Regions from separate parts of the Capsicum annuum genome. Here region 2 is linked to region 1. A link is a contact called in public Hi-C data. All regions are on one chromosome and are shown on one strand. Each heading gives the region's core, a stretch centred on a gene start, on an enhancer-like site or on the middle of the called end of the contact. The rest is flanking DNA. Distances are from core to core; before and after follow the strand shown. Region 1 holds the start of LOC107856793. Region 2 holds the start of LOC107856801 (vesicle-associated protein 4-2).

What was found. A called contact is a pair of places that touch in the nucleus more often than the background predicts.
Region 2: a Hi-C map of placenta shows a contact between it and region 1, with 2.6 times the contacts expected there. The contact joins the promoter of LOC107856801 here to the promoter of LOC107856793 in region 1. A contact is called at or near these places in 2 of 5 Hi-C or Micro-C datasets (leaf and placenta).

Annotation. Positions count from the first base shown.
Region 1 is chr7:200,918,538-200,921,490 of UCD10Xv1.1, reverse strand. It overlaps LOC107856793, which reads right to left and starts at 1,636. Exons shown (of 5, transcript XM_016701764.2): 1 at 1,320-1,636; 2 at 1-282. The coding sequence starts at 191.
Region 2 is chr7:201,055,104-201,057,948 of UCD10Xv1.1, reverse strand. It overlaps LOC107856801 (vesicle-associated protein 4-2), which reads left to right and starts at 1,389. Exons shown (of 7, transcript XM_016701773.2): 1 at 1,389-1,908; 2 at 2,665-2,735. The coding sequence starts at 1,614.

The sequences.
Region 1 (2,953 bases), core at 387-2,886:
ACTTTCAACTGTACTCGTCTATCAGAATGTGCAGCTTTTCTAGGCTGGAAACGGCAGGATACGACTATCCGATGCCTTGTTTTTTCATACCATTTCTCAGATAAACGTAACGAACCACTCGGTTTCCTTACTATGTTATCTGAATTTATCCATGAGGACAACTGAAGGCTCTGTGAAACTCTAGCCTCCATTGTCTCTACTCCACCAACACCACAAGAAAATGTATCTTTTCAAATCAGAAAGAGCTGAACAATACTTTATATGTCACCAATCTTCTGCTGCCTGCTAAATCCAAATATTTCAAGAACCCACAATTAATTACCTCAAAATCAACTCCAAAAATAGCAATATTAAAACTTTTAAAGAAAAAACAAATAAATAAATAAATAAATAAATCACCTAATTTCTTATATGCAAAGAAAAGTAAAATAACAAACGAGAAATGGAAAATGTGATGACTGATTCTTCCTTGTATCAAATTTTGGACAATTAAAAAACTGAACAGCTCAGTACTCTAGAGCAAAAATATTAGATCAACAGGGTCCTTAAATAGCAAAGATTTTACATAATCATCGCATACAAGGGTCCAAGCTTATCAGCATCATCATTCAAGACATGAAAAGGGATTTTTTTTTTTTTTAAAAAAAGCATACGACGTGAAGAGGAAGCGATTGAAGAATGGAAAGGGAAGAAGAGGAAGTAGAAGGCTGCTATTGGTAATAATTGCGGCCCCTTCTTGAAATACTCGTTGCACTGGAAAAGCTAGCCAGGATACCACGGTTATCAGAAAAAGAAAAAAAAATGGTTGCACCAAAGCATCATCCATAACCCCAGAAAGTAATTTCTTAATTTGCACCTTTGGAAGATGCAATTTTTTCTCTAAACAAGGATTCAACTTTTTCGTTTTGGAAAAAATTTCAAAGGTTCACATTAGATTTTCCGTTGAACAAGGGATTATTTTTGGACAATTAAACAACTAAACAGCTCAATACTCTAACGCAGATATATAAATCAACCCAATGCATCAAAAATCGATAAATTTGTTGACTTATCCATAAAAATTGACTTGTTAAACAGAAAAAGCTTAATCCAAAGAATATAACTCACACTAATTTCCCGAATTCAGCTTCTTTTAACAACCAATTTGAGATACATAACAAGAAAAAAGAAAATTTACACCTTAAAAGATATATAGTTGACTTATAAAACCCACACTATTTTCTAAAAAATTAATTTCTTCTAGAACACAAAACAAAGAGCAGAAAAATAAATCTCAATTAATAAATCTGTGAATTGAAGGATTAAGAACACATACATACCTAATTGAGCAATGAAAATTGTAACACCAGATTTTACAATATGTCTGAATCAAGAAGATAATAAAACGAAATTTGGGAAATTTTTGTGAGATTTTAGAGTTAGGTAGGTACAGTTTGTGTTTTAAAATGAATTTATATTTATACAAACTGTGTGGCGGAAAGGTGGTTGTGTTAGGGGAGGTGGATAATTTTGTAAGAAAAAAAAAATACAGTATCACTTAAAAGTACTAAAAAAAATTTAGATTTCAGTAAATACGTCTTTATTAAGCTTTGCCTAATAAATTACCAGCAGTCACGGGTATTTTGCAATACTAATGTGCATATGAGGTTCGACTTTTGGGGAGATAATTTCTTATTTATTTTACCTTCGATCATCATTAAAGAGAAATAAAGCAATACTTTCGAGGACATGCACAAATATTTCTAATCTTTATTCTAAGAATTTTCATTTCTTAGCTTTCTGACACATCCTTCAAAAAGTCTATTATGAATTTATAATTATTAAAATTTTCTAATTAATTTTAATTTTTAGTTTCAACTTTATTTTTCATAGTTGAACTAATCACTCAAGAGAATTAAATAATTAAAATTAAAGGATTTGAGTTGTATTTTAAATAGCAAAAATCTTGTACTTTAGATGCAAAAGCCTATACTCATACTTGCTGCAAACATTACATTAGGAATACCAATAGTTAGGAAGTCAATCTCTTAGAACCAAGTCAAGCTACTTTAACAACTAAAATAGTTGGATATCCATCAAATCAACACATCCAAGCAATTAATAGTCAGATAGAATGTAATACAAAGTAACAACATATAATTTTAAAATAGACTTAGTCTTTGCAAATTTACACAATAATAAAAACGAATGACCAAAAAACCTTCAGAAATAACACTTTTTAACCTTATGAAGGACTTTTTAAAATTATCATACTAAGATTGTGAAGATCTGTCAGAAAATTGTACAAACTATGCATTCAAGGAACCTCAATAAAGGAGTATTGCTCATTGCTATCAAAAAGATCACAAAAAAAAAGAAAGAATCTAACATCTTCAAGCTGCAAAAATTCTATATGATAAAATTATTCTCACATTACTTAAAAGAAATAGTGGTAAAAATAATGAAAAAAAAATCTTTCCAGCAAACTGCAACTGATAGCTAGCTGAAAATAATAGTTTCTTGTCAATATTCTCGAACATCACATTGAGTGCAAATGTTATATGTAAAATAAAAATGGTAGAACGAAGCAAAAAGAAAAAAATTAAAAGCAGTGGAGCTCATGGATTTTTTCATGTATGATTTACTTGAGTTAGTGATTAAGTATGCATTATGAAACGGCTAGGCACTTACGTTTCAATAGTTTACCTTCAACACTCTTTTTTGTAACTGCCAAAACTCAGAAGTCCTTCTCCTTTTCAAAAAACTGTCGCCGCCTTCGTATCATTGTCCCATTTCCCTCTCATATTCTTCGCTCCTATCATACCCATTTACCCCTATATGTTTCAACTTCCTTATTTCTCTCTCTTCTTCTCTCCATCTATATAAATTATTGTCGAATCTACACTCCATGATCATTACTTCTGAACTTTAACCACATTGCTTCACTCAAAGCTTTAAATTTTATTTAATGGCT
Region 2 (2,845 bases), core at 140-2,639, 140 kb before region 1:
GTACTAGCAAAGAGAGTATATTACAACATATAAGTTAAACGTACTAGTAACTCATGCAAATCACTCTATTGTCACATGAAAAGAAATGAACAAAAAAAAAAATATGTAAAAGGAAAAGAAGACTCTCTATCTATCAATACTTGTTTATTACGTATTAAATTAATAAATTTTTTAAAAATAATATAAATAATAAAAGTAATTTTACTATGTCAAAAGTAATACCCCTCTATTTCAATAAGAATAACCTACTTTGACTTGACATAAAGTTTAAGAAAATAAATGAGATTTTTGAATCTTGTGACCTTATTAAAGTTATATCAAATGTACCAAAATGTGCTTTAATCTTGTGGTCCTAATCATGCCATGTGGAGATTTGATATTAAAGTATTACAAAAAAAAAAAATCATTCTTTTTTAAATGGACTAAAAAAAAAAGTAAATCATTCTTTTTTAAATGGGGGGAGTAATAAATAAGGAATAATATTTGATACCAAAGTAAGATTGGGAGGATTAAATTTTTTCCAACTTTTCTCTATTGACATTAATTATTTTAAAATTAAGATGCACGTAAATGGACAAAAAATAAAGAATTAACAAGAAATATGTTACTCCATTCGTTTTAAAATAATTGACCCTTGTTAACTTGACACTTCTCTTACAAAAATTTATTAGGGTATATTTTACCAAATTAGTCTTATTAATTATGATTTGAAAATATAATAAAGCGTCAAAAACACACCTAAACTATCCTCTTTTTTTGAGTTTCATACCTAAACTATCGAGGGTATGAGAAACACACTTAAAATATCACTGGTTAATTTGAGAAACACACCTTAAAATAAATAAAAATTAATCAAAATATTTTAAAATGAAAACAAATAATGTGTTAGCAATTAAGAATAAAAATATGTTATGTGGACTATTTTTAATGACTAGATACATATAAAGAGTTTGTAAGAAAATATTTGGTGTAATCAGCTTTTAGGTGTGTTTCTTGAATTAAAGTGATAGTTATGTGTGTTTTTCAAACTAAAAGTGATAGTTTAGGTGTGTTTCTCAAATTAAAGGTGATAGGTGTGTTTCTCACAATTCCATTAGTAGGCGTGGATTTGATACTTTATTCTTAAAAATAAAAATTTGAATATATACATTTTATTTAGTCATTTAATTATACAGGTAGTACTGAGAGAACATAATAATATTTCCTTGATTTTATAAAAGACAACTAAATTAAAATAAATAGTTTTAGAAAGAATGCTATTAAAATAGTGGGAGTAATTGAATTATACTCTTATAATCTTATCCAACTCCAATTCTAACTCCAACTTTAAAAAATTATGATTTTCGTGCTGAGACGGCGCCTTAGTATTTAAGACAACTTTTAATTTGAAGAGAACCAATGCAACAACAGCAATAACTGTTGTCACACTCCCCATACACATTATGACAGCAACCCATCATTCCCACGCTATGTAACTCGCATCCTATGCCCCCTCGCACCCCCACCCCTCCACCCCACTCACCCCCACCCCTAAATGCTATAGCAAAAATTTTGGTGCTAGTAGTAATAATAATAAACCAAACTGCCTAACACAGCAAGAACAACAACAAACAATGGCACTTGGTAATGAAAAATCTGTAGATGGAAAAATTTGGGGACTATGTAAACTTCCATTTTGGCATTCAAACAGCAGTTCAGTGGCTGCTACTTCTTCTTCTGTTGCTTCTTCTTCATCATCTTTTAGGCAGCAGCAACAACAACAGTTTCAGCATCAGAACCATAATGGCATTTCTGTGGATCATCATTCTAATATTCATGCTTCACTTAAAGTTTCTTCTGTTGCAAAATCATTTCTTCCAACGCGTCGTAAGCTCAGTCTTGATCCACCAAACAAGCTTTACTTTCCATGTATGTTCATCATTTTCGCTATTCTTGTTAAATTTTCTGGCTATATCTAATTGTTTGTCATGAATTAGACCATACCCGCAACTGATGTGGCATCTTTTTTGAGTTTTCTTTTGCATAATGGGTTGATTTCTCATCACATAGGTAATTTGATCAGTTATTTTGCTACTTGCTCAGTCTCAATTTAGTTGTCTTACCTTTGTTTAGTTTGTTTTAAATAAAGAATGACTTTTCCTATCTTTGGTAACTTTCTAATTCCGACATTCTATATGACTTGTTTAAGATCAGAATATTCAAATAGTATTTTAGTACATCACACATATTTCTAGTTTAAGTTTAAGATAACAAGATTTAAAAGTTTTCCTTATTTTCTTAAATTACATAACTAGTCAAACTAAGACACTAAAATTGAAACTGAAGGAGTTCTTTTCTGTTGCTAATATGTCTTAATTTGGATTTAATAGAAAGAAAGTTTGCTACATTACTTTTATGTTTACTGAAAAGGAATGTTGATTTTTGATTCTAGTAAGTTATATATTTTACTTTGTAGCTACTTCACCAGGAGTATTATTATGTTACATAAACTTAATGGACCAATATTAACTAAACCAGAATTTTGTTTTCTATTCTATGTTTTGGATGAAAATTGACTATTTAGCAGTAATAATAATTCTTATGTCTAATTAAGGGTTGTCTTTCTATTTTTTTTTAAAATTATTTATTGGATTATGCTTATTCTATTCTTATCCCTTTTTGTAGATGAGCCTGGTAAACAAGTCAAGAGTGCTATTAGAATCAAGAACATTAGCAAGAATCCTGTAGCCTTCAAGGTACATTACACTAGCCTCATTATATGGTCCTGTTATTTTCTTGTTTTGGTGGTTTGATGCTTTATGTTTTCTGATGTGAAATGTGCTTAGTACCTAATACTCATGATGTC